Linked DNA regions of Macaca mulatta: region 2 is linked to region 1. A link is a contact called in public Hi-C data. All regions are on one chromosome and are shown on one strand. The core of a region is the stretch at or near the end of the contact, and the rest is flanking DNA. Distances in the headings are between cores, read along the strand shown.

Region 1 (7,159 bases), core at 1,418-3,917:
TGAAGTTATCGGACTATTTTAAGATTACATGCTGGAGCAACTGGACTACAGTCAAAAATACCTGCTTTTCCATATTCAGAAGCGGCACTGTCATAATCTGGCTTCCATTTTAAAAAACCAGTTTTCAGGCTAGAATGAAAGAAAGACACAGTTAACAGAAGTTACCAACCACATTTATAAGTCAGATCTCTGCTTGTAATGACCTTCTAGGTCTTAAAAAAAAAAAAGAAAAAAGAAAATAAAGGAGGAGCCACCAGGCATAAACTTTCCGCGTCACCTGCCTCCACCCAAACTTATGCCTAACAAACACGACCTCACCTCTTTCCCTCGCACTGTCACAGGTATGTGGTTTCCTCCTACAGGTTCTCAATTCATGGTCCCCAGACCAGCACCATCAGCACTGCCTGGGAACTTACTAAAAACATAAATTGTTGACCCCATCCCAAGCCTACGGCACCTCTGAGGTTTAATGAACCCAAAGGTGCATTAAAGCTTCAGAACCTCTGAAGCACGGTGTTGACAGCAGAGGGACTCATGAAACTGATGCACAGACGAGAGGCTAGAGACATAAATGGAGGCATCATAAGCATGTCAAGAGCATAGATGAGACCAGATCTCCTAGCAAGACTGCAGAGAGAGAACACAAAGACTAAGGAATATAATCATTCAGTGGAATAACAGAGGAAGTAGGCAAAAAATTAAAAATTAAAAAATTAAAAAAGCAAAAACTCGCCACCCATAAACAAGAATGATAATCAGAAAGGGAAGGATATTACAAAAGCCAAGAGAAACTGCCTTCCAGGATCCCTACTGGCTTCTCAGATGCCAAATCAAAGAACCATCAATTTTGAATTCTTATCTTACTTGCCTTTTCCTCAATATTTTATTTTTTTCTTATTTTAAAATAATTTCAGACTTAAACTAATTCAGTAACTGTCAAATTTGGGTGTGCATAAAAATTGTCCAAGCCATCTTAAATTCTAAATTTCATTCAATTAGTGAAGGCCTGCTTGCACAGAACACGGCTTGCTTCAAATGAATCAGGCCAGTATCTTAAGAGGAAGATGGGGAATCTGTAGGAGCCCTCAGAAGTACAGGCTTCATTGTGTGGCAGCCATGTGAACTACCAAAAAGTCGTAGCTTTTTTTTTTTTTCTTGAGATAGGGTCTCGGCTCTGTCGCCCAGGCTGGAGTGCAGTGGTGGTATCTCGGCTCACTGCAACTTCCGCCTCTCAGGTTCAAGTGACTCTAATGCCTCAGCCTCCTGAGCAGCTGGGATTACAGGCTTGCACCACCACACTCAGCTAATTTTTGTATTTTTAGCAGAGAAGAGGTTTCGCCATGTTGGCCAGGTGGTCTCGAACTCCTGGCCTCAAGTGATCCGCCCACCCCGTCCTCCCGAAGAGCTAGAATTACCGGCATGAGCCCCTGCGCCCAGCCAGCTACAGTAACATTTTTTGCCAATTAAATTTATTTAACACACTTAGCATCTAAAACTTGTTTGTGTATATAGTGTTACAAAATTCAAATTAACATAAGCAATTTTTCAAGCTTACCAAGAATTTCACTGCTCAGAAAAATAATATCCTTAAATTGTGGTGTGTCTACTGTAATCCACAAAATTGAGGAAATATGCAATATGCAAAATGATAACCCTCTGTTTCTATCCCAAAACAAACATTACATTCTGTATATTAACATAATTTTTTTAATCCCACTAAAACCAAGATGCAATCATTCAGTCGCTGAAGGAGCTATACACGGAAAGACCCAGAGAGTTTGAAACTGGGCAAACCATCCCAAGTCACATGAATACCACTAATAAGGAAGAAAGATGTATAGCTAATTTAGGTTTAGCAGCTATACCTGTTAGTCCTTTTGACTCTTTTTCTCCAAAGAATCAATAAGGAAATTGACCAATTTCCACAGAAAAAAAGAAAACAGCAAAATTACCATCTGTGGGGGTGGGGGGGATCAATTTACAAAATGACTCAGCAACACTGAACTATATCATCATTAGAAAATGGAGAAAAATCAAATATGTCCTAAGCTCCTGGCCCATTTTTCCTACCACCAACCGAGTAACTGTCTAGCAGCATTTCAAACTAACACTTCAAGCCTGAACCCCACACCTCCCTGCCCCAGACCTACTCACCAAGCACATCCATTAACCCCTATCCCCTATCTTGGCTGAAGGCCTCTCCCACTCCCAAGTTAGAAACCTGGGAGCTAACCCTTCATCTCTATATGTAGGCAGGTCATTAAAGCATGTCAACTACATACTGACAAATGTCACCCAATCCCACCCCTGTATTGTACTTGAATCCAGGCCATCACCACCTCTCCCCTGAAGTCAACAACCCACTAACATGTCTGGCACTACCTTCATGGGACAGTCACCTTTCCTCCTCTTCCATTCCCCACACCCGGAGCATATTACCTTTTCCTTGCTTCATATCTCCACCATACTACACTGAATACTTCTAGCACTGAATATCTTCTTTTTAGTCCTCTGTTCACTTGTCTGCCCGTCTGTGAATTCTAAGTTCTTGAAGAAGGGGCCACTTTGGTTACTCCAGTATCCTCAGTGGCTGGCACAAGTACGCAGAGACAATTTGTAAATGTTTGTTTACTGAATATGTCAAAGTTCATTCTCCACACTGCTGCCACGTTTTTCTTTTCCTTTTTATTTTTTATTTTTGAGACAGAGTCTTGTTCTGTCTCCCAGGCTGGAGTGCAGTGGCACCATCTCTGCTCACAGCAACCTCTGCCTCTGGGGCTCAAGCGATTCTCCTGCCTCAGCTTCCGGAGCAATTGGGATTACAGGTGTGCGCCACCACACCTGGCTAATTTTTGTATTTTTAGTAGAGACAGGGTTTCACTATGTTGGCCAGGCTGGTCTTAAACTCCTGACCTCAAGTGATCCGCCCACCTCAGCCTCCCAAAGCGCTGGGACTCCAGGCGTGAGCCACCGCGCCCAGCCTGCTGCCACATTTCTTCCACCAAAAGCAAATCTAACCGGGTTCTCTGGTTAGATGCCTACAACAGCCATCTGAGAAGCCGTCCCTTCACAGTCTGGCCCCAACTCTTCTTCACTCCAGCTCGTCCTCTGGCACTGTGACTACACTACATTCACTGTTCCCAGAGCACATTTTCAGGCCCGTGTATAATACATACTACAGTTTGCGCACAGAATCTCTTTCACAAGATTTCCCCTCTGTCTAAAACATTCTGTATTTTTCAGGCCCTGCTCACAAATCATCTCTTCCTCAAATTTTCTTTTTCTTTTTTTTTTTTTTTTTTGAGAAGGAGTCTTGCTCTGTAGCCCGGGCTGGAGTGCAGTGGCCGGATCTCAGCTCACTGCAAGCTCCGCCTCCCAGGTTTACGCCATTCTCCTGCCTCAGCCTCCGGAGTAGCTGGGACTACAGGCGCCCGCCACCTCGCCCGGCTAGTTTTTTTTGTATTTTTAGTAGAGACGGGGTTTCACGGTGTTAGCCAGGATGGTCTCGATCTCCTGACCTCGTGATCTGCCCGTCTCGGCCTCCCAAAGTGCTGGGATTACAGGCTTGAGCCACCGCGCCCGGCCTTCTTCCTCAAATTTTCTCATGAAGAATAAACTTCTCCCTCTGCGTTACCTATGCACAGTTAATACAGCTTTTTTTGTGGTCCCTATTCTACACACTACTCTTACTACAAATTTTGCGTTTGCTCCCACTAGAAAGTCAGATTGTTGTGGGAACCCGAGCCCCAGTACCTTACACACTGACTGCCTCAAGTCATGTGATAGCCTGAGTTTTTCCACTGTTCGAAAATTGGCTCTGCCATCTTTCACCTGTGCGGTTTGGCATAAGTCGTTAGGAGGCTTCCCCAAGTCTCATTTCCTCTTACGAAAAATTATCATCTCTATTTGGAAAGTTATTGTGAAGATCTCAGCTTACGAAATGATGTATGTGAAGCCCCCACCACAGAGCACGATGCTGGCTTTCTATTAACTGTAACTGACAGATAAAAATGCGCTGGAGTAATGAAACGGGGGGGGGGGGGGAAGAGGCTGCCCAAAGGATAAATTAAGGAGTATCAGTTCAGTCCCACAAACATTTGCTGGGTGCCTACTACGTACTGTACCAGAGGTGGAAGGACATACACATCAAAGGACGAAAGGAGCACAGTCCCTGCCCACAGGAAAAGTAAACTGCCAGATGACAAAGGTTCACCGAGGAGTTTTTGGGGTAAACCTATGGTCCCCTCCACACAAGGAGCTTTTCAAGGGCAGTGGTTCTCGACAGGGCGATGTTGTACCCCAGAGGACATTTTGGGTTGCCACAAACGGGGAGGAGGTGCGACCGGCACCCAGCAGGTGGAGGCCAGGGATGTTGCTAACGAGCCTCCGACGCACCGACAGCCCCGATCACAACAAGTAGAGAAGCCCCCTTTACCTACCAGCCCGGCAGCACCGCGCCGGGTCCCCGCCCACACCAGCCACGGGGAGCGGACTTCCGGCGGGGCGGACCCACGGCGCTGCCCGAGGCGCAGCGGACCTGACTCCAGCCCGATCCCGGGAGCTCGACCCCGGGAGTGCGACCCAGGGGACACCGAGCCCCTGCAGCCCCGCAGGTACCAGCGCGCCGGGTCCCCTTATCCCTGACCCCTCCTTCCCGCCCCGCCGGGTGCTAAGGCCGCGCCAGTGAGAGACGGACCCGGCGTCCACACGCAGGCCCATGGAAGGTTCTCACTCACTATTTCTCTGCTTTGGCGAGGTGTTCCAGCCCCTCGTTTATCTTCTGGGCCGCCATCTCCACAGTCCGGTCTCTGACGTGGAGACACGGTGCGCCTACCTCTTCCTCGGGCGCCAAGAATCCGCCCAAATAGGCGTGGGAACGCCGAGGAGGAGGCTGGTGCAGCGCGACAGTCGAGCGACTACGGAGGGCCGGACGGCCCAAGCCTCTGCGGCGAAGCGGGGCTGGGAACCAACCGGGGCGCCCCGCAAAGAGACATCGCGCAGGCGCAGCGCTTCAAGGCTGGCCGCACCCAGGGCATCTAGCGCAGGCGCGGTGAGATACTGATGGGGCGTGTTCTTTCATTCAGTTTTTGCAGAGCACTTAATATGTGTCAGGCACTGTGCTAGACGCGGGAAAATCGGCAGACAAAAACTCCTGCCCTCTTGAAGTCTTGCTTTTTCATTGATGTGAAACTGTGGATCCTGTTTGTAGGGTTATTTGGCCTTATAATTTATTACATCTGAAGTTTCTCTGTATCACAGATAGAATAGTATTCATCTTTTTTTTTTTTTTTTTTTTTTGTCGGAGTCTCGCTCTGTCACCCAGGCTGGAGTGCAGTGGCCGGATCTCAGCTCACTGCAAGCTCCGCCTCCCGGGTTCCCGCCATTCTCCTGCCTCAGCCTCCGGAGTAGCTGGGACCACAGGCGCCCGCCACCTCGCCCGGCTAGTTTTTTGTATTTTTAGTAGAGACGGGGTTTCACTGTGTTAGCCAGGATGGTCTTGATCTCCTGACCTCGTGATCCGCCCGTCTCGGCCTCCCAAAGTGCTGGGATTACAGGCTTGAGCCACCGCGCCCGGCCTTAGTATTCATCTATCTATCCATCCTGCCTTTTGGGTATTAATCGTATGTCAGTCAAGAAACGAAACAGACTTGTAAGCCCTGATTACTGTCTAATAATCCGTGCCCGGCGCAAATAATCGCTCTAATATTTCAAGCCGCGATAAGTGCTCTAAACGGGAAGTTGAGGGATCTAAAGTCGCGTACAGTGGTCTGGTAAAAATAGTAACCAGTAATACAGTTGGCTCCATTCATAATTCATGGTGATTTCAATATCCACATGGATGATTCCTGCAATGCTTATACAGCCTCTCAGCTTCCAGCCTCCTGTGATCTTCCCACACCAGCGCAGCCACACACTCCTGGTATTACACCATTGACTTTACTCATAACTGTGTGCCCTCCATAGTGTCGGTTTCAAGCAGCTCACTTTACATTCCCTTTCCATTCCAGCTCATACCTCTTAGTGCCAGTAATTACTTACCTGCATCAGATTCCTCACCTCTCCCTATCCCTCTGCTCTTACACTTCCCTCTTTTCCCAGCATAAATTCAGGTCCCATCATTTTAGTGCATGTACTCTCAACGGCCTTGGCTCCCTCTCCCTCCTTTCTCCCAGCCAGGAAAAACCCCAACTCTCCACCTACTCTGGAACTCCTCTTGAGCAAGTGAATTTGACTGGAAAAAACAAACGAGCATGCTAACATGACTCATTTTAATGATCATAAACATCAAGCCGACCTTTGGTGCTGCTGAGCAACGCTCCCACATTTCCGTGGTCAAATCACTCACCCACTCTTTCGGGGGCTGTTCACACCTTCCTTCTCAAAACTCCTACACAATCTCTGCTTGCCTGCCAACTCTCACTTCTCGTCGAATAGAAAATAACAATTTGAAGAGCTCTTGCCTTTGGCCTCACCACACAATCTATTGCCAATCAGTATTTTGCCTTTTCTCTCGTGACAACGGGGGAACTGGCTTTGGGCTTTTTCTCTGTCTATCCTCGCTTTCTAATTTAGTACCCACACACAAGTCCCCTCTTCATTTGGTTGTCTAGCCTGAGCTTCCTTATAGGAAGGCATCAGAATTTCAAGAGAGTGAACGTGGAAGCTTCAGGTTTCGTAAGGCCTGGATGCCCACTGCACATTACTTCTGCCACAATTGATTGATGAAAACAAGTCATAAGGCAAGTTCAGATTCAAGAGGTAGGAAAATAGAGGAGTGTAAAATACTGTGGCCATGACTTCCAATTCGCCACAACTTTGGGATGACTGATTAAATGTAAAAGGACTGTTACCAGTGGAAAGCATGTTTTCAAGTGAATTTAGATTTATTAACCACCCAATGCCATCACCCTCTAAAACCATTGAAAGTGCCCAGAAAGTTTTCTAAAGGATCTACACCAAAAGCCTATAGCCTCGTCCACATTCTCCCTTATTTATTCATTCATTATTGAATTATTATTTACTGAATGCCCACTCTGCACAAGACATTAAGCCTACACACCTAGGACCCAATTGTCGAGCAAGAGACAATGCCTGCCCTCATTGCATTCGTGATCTATGAGAGGATACAATATTTAACTTAATTTTATTTTGGCATCAA
Region 2 (7,451 bases), core at 2,839-5,338, 130 kb before region 1:
ACCATGTTGCTTAGGCTGGTCGCGAACTCCTGGACTCAAGCAATCCACCGGCCTCGGCCTCCCAAACTACTGGGATTACAGGCATGAGCACTGCGCCCAGCCCAACACAATCATTTTTTAAAAGATAAGAGTGGCTGTGCAGGATATGGTGGCTCATGCCTGTAATCCCAGCACTTTGGGAGACAAAGGCAGGTGGATCATTTGATGCCAGGAGTTCAAGACCAGCCTAGCCAACATGGTGAAACCCCATCTCTACTAAAAATATTTAATACAAAATTTAGCCGGCTGTGGTTGAATGAGTGTGTAATCCCAGATACTTGGAAGGCTGAGGCACAAGAATCACTTGAACCCAGGAGGCGGAGGTTGCAGTGAGCCGAGATCTCACCATAGCACTCCAGCCCAGTGAGACTCCATCTCAAAAAAAAAAGGCCAGGCGCAGTGGCTCATGCCTGTCATCCCAGCACTTTGGAAGGCTGAGGCAGGCAGATCACAAGGTCAGGAGATGGAGACCATCCTGACTAACACAGTGAAACCCCATCTCTACTAAAAATACAAAAAAATTAGCCGGGCGTGGTGGTAGGCATCTGTAGTCCCAGCTACTCGGGAGGCTGAGGGAGAATGACATGAACCTGGGAGGCGGAGCTTGCAGTGAGCCGAGATCGAGCGACTGCACTCCAGCCTGGGTGACAGAGCGATACTCTGTCTCAAAAAATAAAAATTAAAAATTAAAATTTAAAAATTTTAAAAAAAAGATAACAGAGCAAAAACCTATTTAGAAAACTTTTGACAGCAGATCCTTAAACTGAACACCTTTTGGGCAGGTGGCTCACACCCTGTAATCCCAGCACTTTGGGAGGTGGGGGCAGGGAGATCACCTGAGGCCAGGAGTTCAAGACCATCCTGGCCAACATGGCGAAACCCCATCTCTACTAAAAATAAAAAAATTAGCCTAGTGTAGTAGTGCATGCCTGCAATCCCAGCTACTCAGGAGGCTAAGGCAGGAAAATCACTTGAACCTGGGAGGCACAGCTTGCAATGAGCAGAGATCAGGCCACTGCACTCCAGTCTGGGCGACAGAGGGAGACTGTCTCAAAAACTAAACAAAACAAAAAGCACCTTTTGCTCAAATCTTGGGAAATTCCTTTTCTTTCTCTACCAAAGATGCATTGTTGTCTTCAATGTTATGGCCAAAACATGCCCTCTTTTCCCACCTGAAATGAAGACAGAATAACTTGTAGGACTGACAGGCTCGGGGAAGTGATTCCTTCTCTCCCTAGAAATGGCACCAGCATTAGGTAACGAGGCTTCACTCCTACCGGCCAGCTTGCTTCCCAACGGGTATAAATTGACTTATTTCACTCACTTGCTGGGCCAAACCTTTCCCCAGCCTCCCCATTTTCTGCCTCCCCATTTTCTGACTCAGACAAAGGAAAACCTGCTGACCACCAGCACCTGGGAGCTCTGCAGACACCCCCACCCCAGGGAGCCCTACCTTTTCGTCAGGAAAGAGGAAACCTTGAGAGCTCTATGAGGAGTTAGCCACTTGTTCCTTGGTGAGTATTTTATCCCGCATGCTGCGAATACCACCAGCAGAGATGGCAGCTATGCTGAACTGGAAAGTAGCCAAACGGCAGCGCTGCTCTGTGACCTTATACCAGCCACGTACCCCCTCCTGAACCTCACAACCTGCAGTATCCAGCTCAGTGCTTTTGTGAGGATTGATAAGAAAAAAAATCAGAGCTTAGTCCTCAGCTTTAAAGTTCAAAATTTCTTAAAGTATTACTGTTTTCACTCCCAAATTCAATTTATCAGTCTCATTAAGATCATCCAACGATAACCCAGCAGGAACAGTGTCGAGCCTCCACAAGACAGTTCAGACCGGCCTAGGATGGAAAGGCAGACATGCACCTCTCCAGTACCTCCAGACATATCTGTAAAATATGGAAGCTAGATTATATATTACCTACAATTTTCCAGGCAAATCACCAAGTCACCTCACCTTTTAAACACAGAGAGATTGGTACGAGGCTCTAAGTTGGCATCTGCTTCCCCAAATCAGAATTCATTTATCTGAAATGAAACCAAATATGTGTGTTTTGTCAGTGAGTGAGCTTTCATTTAGTTAACTATTAACAGGAAACCTGACCAACTTTGAAAGTAAAAAAGAAGCTGAGACGCTAAAGAAACAAGACATTGGGTTAGTGGCCAAGAATACCTATTTCGAATTATAATATAAAATACCTGTATTTATAGATAAATTATATGAAACATTTCTGCCCAACACGTATGAATAATCACTGCAAGCCATAATTGGGAGCAAAATATTTTATCTTTAGGCCAGGCGCGGTGGCTCACGTCTGTAATCCCAGCATTTTGGGAGGCCGAGGCAGGCGGATCACCTGAGGTCGGGAGTTCAAGACCAGCCTGACCAACATGGAGAAACCCCGTCACTACTAAAAATACAAAATTAGCTGGGGTGGTGGTGCCTGTAATCCCAGCTACTCTGGAGGCTGAGGCAGGAGAATCGCTTGAACCCGGGAGGCAGAGGTTGTGATGAGCCAAGATCACACCATTGCACTCCAGCCTGGGCAACAAGAGCGAAACTCCATCTCAAAAAAAAAAAAAAAAATTATCTTTGAACTTTTCGATTTGTATTTATTTTTATTTTTATTTTTTTAGAGATAGGGTCTCACTCCACTGCCCAATGTAAATCAAAAATGAAATCCTAAGGCCCCTCAACCATCTGCATGGACCCCCACCAAGCGCATTCCAGAGTTAATCTTGTTTTAGGTTGTTTTAAGAAAAACATGTTTAGGCCTGATGGGAGGTGGGGGTGGAACTTGCCTCATTTTGTCCTCCTCCCTTTTGGAATTCAGGAAAACCAGACCAGCATTTAACATGCTGGATACTAACCTGGAGGCTTCATCTGCATGATAAAACCTCAGTCTCCACAGCCTCTTATTGTAACCCAGATATTCCTTTCCATTGATAATAAATCTTTCAACCAAATGCCAATCAGAAAATTTTCAATCTACCTATAACCTGGAAGCCCCCGACCCCCCCACCGCCTCAGTGGTCCCACCTTTACGGACCGAACCAATGTACATCTTAATCGTACATGTACTTGACTGATGACTCATGGCTCCCCTAAAATGTATAAAACCACACCGGGCCCCGACCACCTTGGGTACATGTTCTCAGAGTCTCCAAAAGGCTGTGTCACCAGCCATGGTCACTCATATTTGGCTCAGAATAAATCCCTTCAAACATTTTACAGAGTTTGACTTTTTGTCAACCGCAGGCTGCGTCGCTCCCGCGCCCAAGCAATCCTTTCACCCACAACTTTCCGAGTAGCAGGGACTTCAGGTGCGTGCCACCACGCCTGGCCTTTTTTTTTTTTTTTTTTTTTGGTACCTTTTGTAGTTGTGGAAGGGCGGGGGGGGGGGTCTTGCTATGTTGCCCAGGTTGGTCTCGAACTTCTGGGCTCAAGCCATCCTCCCCCTTCGGCCTCCCAGAGTGCTGGAATTACAAGCCTGAGCCACCGCGCCCAGCCTATCTTTTAATTTTTAACTTCAAAGTTATCGTTAAAAAATCCCCCCAAAATATGAAAAAAATAATGTACTGATCTGTAGTTTTTCTCTAATTCACTATCCTAAATATATTAATTGCAATCTCATCAACGGCAACTTGCATTTGAAATTTTCCACCTTAAGCGGTATTTTTTGATAAGATGGATTTTTTAAAAAAAATCTACACCAGTAAACTAGAGTGAGAGACCCCTGCAAAGTCATACATGGGCCCTAAGTCATCGAGATTTTCCAGCAAATAATTTGCAGAGTGCTGTTTTTTCCTAGGTTAACTTGCAATCCTAAAACGGAAGGAGGTTCCGTTTTTAGAAGTTTAAATGTTGTCACACGGGCGCAAGAATACATACAACAGCCATGCTTTCCAGCTCTGCACACAACGCCAGGCAGATGGGGAGCACCGAGCGGTGCGGGAGCCCTTTCACCTGGGCAGGGCGGCTGCGGTGGCCGAGGGACCCGGGACCTGCAGCCCGAGCCGGCGCGCACCCAACCAACTTCCTGTTTCCGCGGTAGCGCTTGGGACTGTCACTGCAGCCCCGCCCCAGCGGCCTCAGGCGGGTGGGAAGCCAGAGTCTTGCCGGAGCCGCCGCGTCCGCCCGGCGCCTGCGTCCCACGGCCGGCGGCGGAAGCGGGCTGTCTGAAGGGGCCGGCGGGTGGCGCCCGGGGCTCCGCGGCCTGTGATCCCCAGAGCGGACAACCCCAGCTGGGGCTCCGTGCGCAGCTGCGGAGAGTAAAGGCCGGAACCTACGCTCGGCGGCCGCGTCCGGGCCCCTAGCGCCCTCCCCGAAGCGCCCGGCAGGCTCGGCTGTCCGACTGTGGCATTACGGAGCACCCTGGGCAGTCGCCGCAGAAGCGCGGGGGGCGCGGGAAAGGCATTTTGGGGACACGGGAGAGCTGCGAGGGCGACGCACGGGCGAGCTGTCGTTAGGGCCCAGGAAAGGCCTAACGGGGCGCACGGGCGGGTAGGGGAACTCGCGCCCCCACGCCGCGCGCCCGGTCTCCTGACGCCAGGGCCGGCTTCTGAGCACAGCCACGCGGCGGCCGGGGGCGGCCACTGCTCCCCGCGAGCCCGCGTCCCCGCCCCAGATCCCGCGTCCGAGCTCCAGGCCCTGGAGGAGCCGGGCAGGCAGGCAGCTGACGGCCCCCGAGCCGCTCCCGGGCTCCGCGCGCGGTGGCAGCCAGGCCGTGCCTCACCGTTCCCCTCCCGCGCCGCGTTGCCGCTCCAGGACCCACCAGACCAGGCTGGGCCTCTCCGGCTCCCCCGGAGCCTTGGAAAGTGCCCTCCAGAGATGTGCTTAGGAAGTGTGTGATGAATAAAGGAGACAAACAGGATAACTATAATATTTATTATGCACTTGCTTTTTTCTCACTGATGTTACTAATTTTAATGGTGTAGCACGGCGTGTTCCAGTTTTCTAAGTGCTCTCACATCCGTTCAAAAAATCCTCAAAATAAGCCTGTATATTAAAAGCAGGAGCCATTATTCCATATTTCAAGGAGTAAACAAGCTCAGAGTAATAATCCACGTAGAGCCTTCCAACCAGCCAATTCTAGTACATTTTTTACAAATCTATGAGTGTGGTTAATACACGGAGATGTGGTATGAGGAATTATCTAGGACACAGCCAGCAAAATGCCTGGTATACAATTAGTATGCGGTAAATGGTTATTATTAAGAATATTGTAATATCTTCTGATATGATCAGGTGAACCACTTCGACATAATAGAAACTGGAACAGCCTAATTCCATAAACACACTGATATGACACCGGGGATTGTTTGCAGCCTCACCTCTAAAGTATTCTCTCTGACTAACAAAAGGAAACTAGACCCAGTTAAGCTTTTAACTCTAACCACAGGCTAAAGGAAATACAGGGGCCAAATGAACCTATTACATTACACCACCAGGAAGTAATCTGCCAAATCCAGAATATGGGAAATTCTACAAACCAAATGACCCAATTTCTTTATTCAAAAATAAATATTCAGAGGCTGAAGTGAGAGGATTGCTTAAGGCCAGAGTTCAAGGCTGTAGTGAGCTATGATCACAGCTGTGAATAGCCGCTGCACTCCAGGCTGGGCAACACGGCCAGACCCCCCATGTCTTTTAAAAAAAGAGGGTGGGGGGAGCTTGAGAGACACATTAGCCAAATGCAGTGTGTGGACCTTGTTTGGGTCACGCTTAAGACAAACTTTTACATAAATAAATGGCTTTTTTTTTTTTTTTTTTTTTTTTTTTGAGACGGAGTTTCGCTCTGTCACCCAGGCTGGAGTGCAGTGGCCGGATCTCAGCTCACTGCAAGCTCCGCCTCCCGGGTTTAGGCCATTCTCCTGCCTCAGCCTCCCGAGTAGCTGGGACTACAGGCGCCCGCCACCTAGCCCGGCTAGTTTTTTGTATTTTTTAGTAGAGACAGGGTTTCACCGTGTTCGCCAGGATGATCTCGATCTCCTGACCTCGTGATCCGCCCGTCTCGGCCTCCTAAAGTGCTGGGATTACAGGCTTGAGCCACCGCGCCCAGCCAATAAATGGCATTTTTGAAAACACTGGTGGCCAGGCACGGTGGCTCACACCTATAATCCCAGCACTTTGGGAGACCAAGGCGGTGGATCACGAGGTCAGGAGATCGAGACCATCCTGGCTAACACAGTGAAACTCCGTCTCTACTAAAAAAAATACAAAAAATTAGCCGGGCGTGGTGGCAGGCACCTGCAATCCCAGCTACTCGGGAGGCTGAGGCAGGAGAATCACTTGAACCCGGGGGACAGAGGTTGCAGTGAGCCGAGATTGCACTACTGTACTCCAGCCTGGGAAACAAGAGTGAAACTCCATCTCAAAAAAAAAAAAAAAGGGGGGGGTTTCTTCCTCTTGACATCAAACGTGTCTTTTCCAACACCACTTCTCCAACTCTCTGATGCCAACTTGGTGTCCTACAATTCAATTCCTTTCTGACACTACCTGGAATTTTTGTGTGACTCCACGGTCCCACAAGACTGTCCTCACTTAGACAACAAAGAAAGTACTGGGTTCCCAGGTTAGCCTAACTGCTGCTGATTGACCTACAAAGGAAAGTTCCTACAAAGAGGTTTCAACTACCTCATTACCCCAAGGTTAGATAATTTGCTAGAATGACTCATAGAACTCAGGAAAAGCTGTGCTTACTCTTACGGTTTATTATAAAGGGTACAAATGAACAACCAGATGAAGAAGTACCCAGGACAAGATAAGTCCCAAGTGCAGAAGCCACTGCCTCAGTCAAGATGGGGTGTACCACCCTCTGGGATGAGGATGTGTTTGCCAACTTAGCAGAACCCCATCATTTAGGGGTTTCTATGGAGGCTTCAGTCCATAGGTTTGACTGTGGCCACTGGTGATCAACTCAATTTCCAGCCACTCTCCCTTCCCTGGAGGTTGGGGGAAGGGTGCAGGAAATGCTGATCTTCTAATCAAGCCTGGTCTTTCTGGCAGCCAGCTCCCACCCTGAAGCTAAGTACAAGAGTTGCCTCATTAAAACAAAAGAGGCTTTTAACACTCTATCTCTCAAAATTCCAAGGGTTTAGAGCTTTGTGTCAGAAACCAGGGACAGCCACCAAATATCTTTCTTGTTATTCCACAGCAACATCAATTCCATCTACAATCCTGATTCCCTTTTGCCATGAAAGGTAACATATTCACAGGTCCTGGGGAGTTGGACCTGGCTATCTGGGGGGCACTATTCTGCCTTCCCCAGCATCTAACAGTAAAGACAGCAGCTCAGGAAGCTTGGCAGGGCGGCATTATGGAGCAGGGATTGCAGGGTTGGTTAAAAGACCATAACAAGGCCGGGCGCAGTGGCTCATGCCTGGAATCCCAGCATTTTGGGAGGCCG

Evidence for each region. Hi-C and Micro-C count contacts between places; a contact is called where the count stands out from the background.
Region 2: a contact with region 1 is called in a Hi-C map of CD4 T cells, with 3 times the contacts expected there. The contact joins the promoter of MPPE1 here to the promoter of LOC114673869 in region 1. A contact is called at or near these places in 3 of 14 Hi-C or Micro-C datasets (CD4 T cells, blood and fetal cortex germinal zone).

Annotation. Positions count from the first base shown.
Region 1 is chr18:81,478,519-81,485,677 of T2T-MMU8v2.0, reverse strand. It overlaps LOC114673869, which reads left to right and starts at 2,667. Exons shown (of 8, transcript XM_077975285.1): 1 at 2,667-3,261; 2 at 3,585-4,613. The coding sequence starts at 4,237. It overlaps NAPG (NSF attachment protein gamma), which reads right to left and starts at 4,905. Exons shown (of 13, transcript NM_001258101.1): 1 at 4,737-4,905; 2 at 62-129. The coding sequence starts at 4,792.
Region 2 is chr18:81,613,839-81,621,289 of T2T-MMU8v2.0, reverse strand. It overlaps MPPE1 (metallophosphoesterase 1), which reads right to left and starts at 4,088. Exons shown (of 14, transcript XM_077975333.1): 1 at 3,935-4,088; 2 at 2,000-2,070.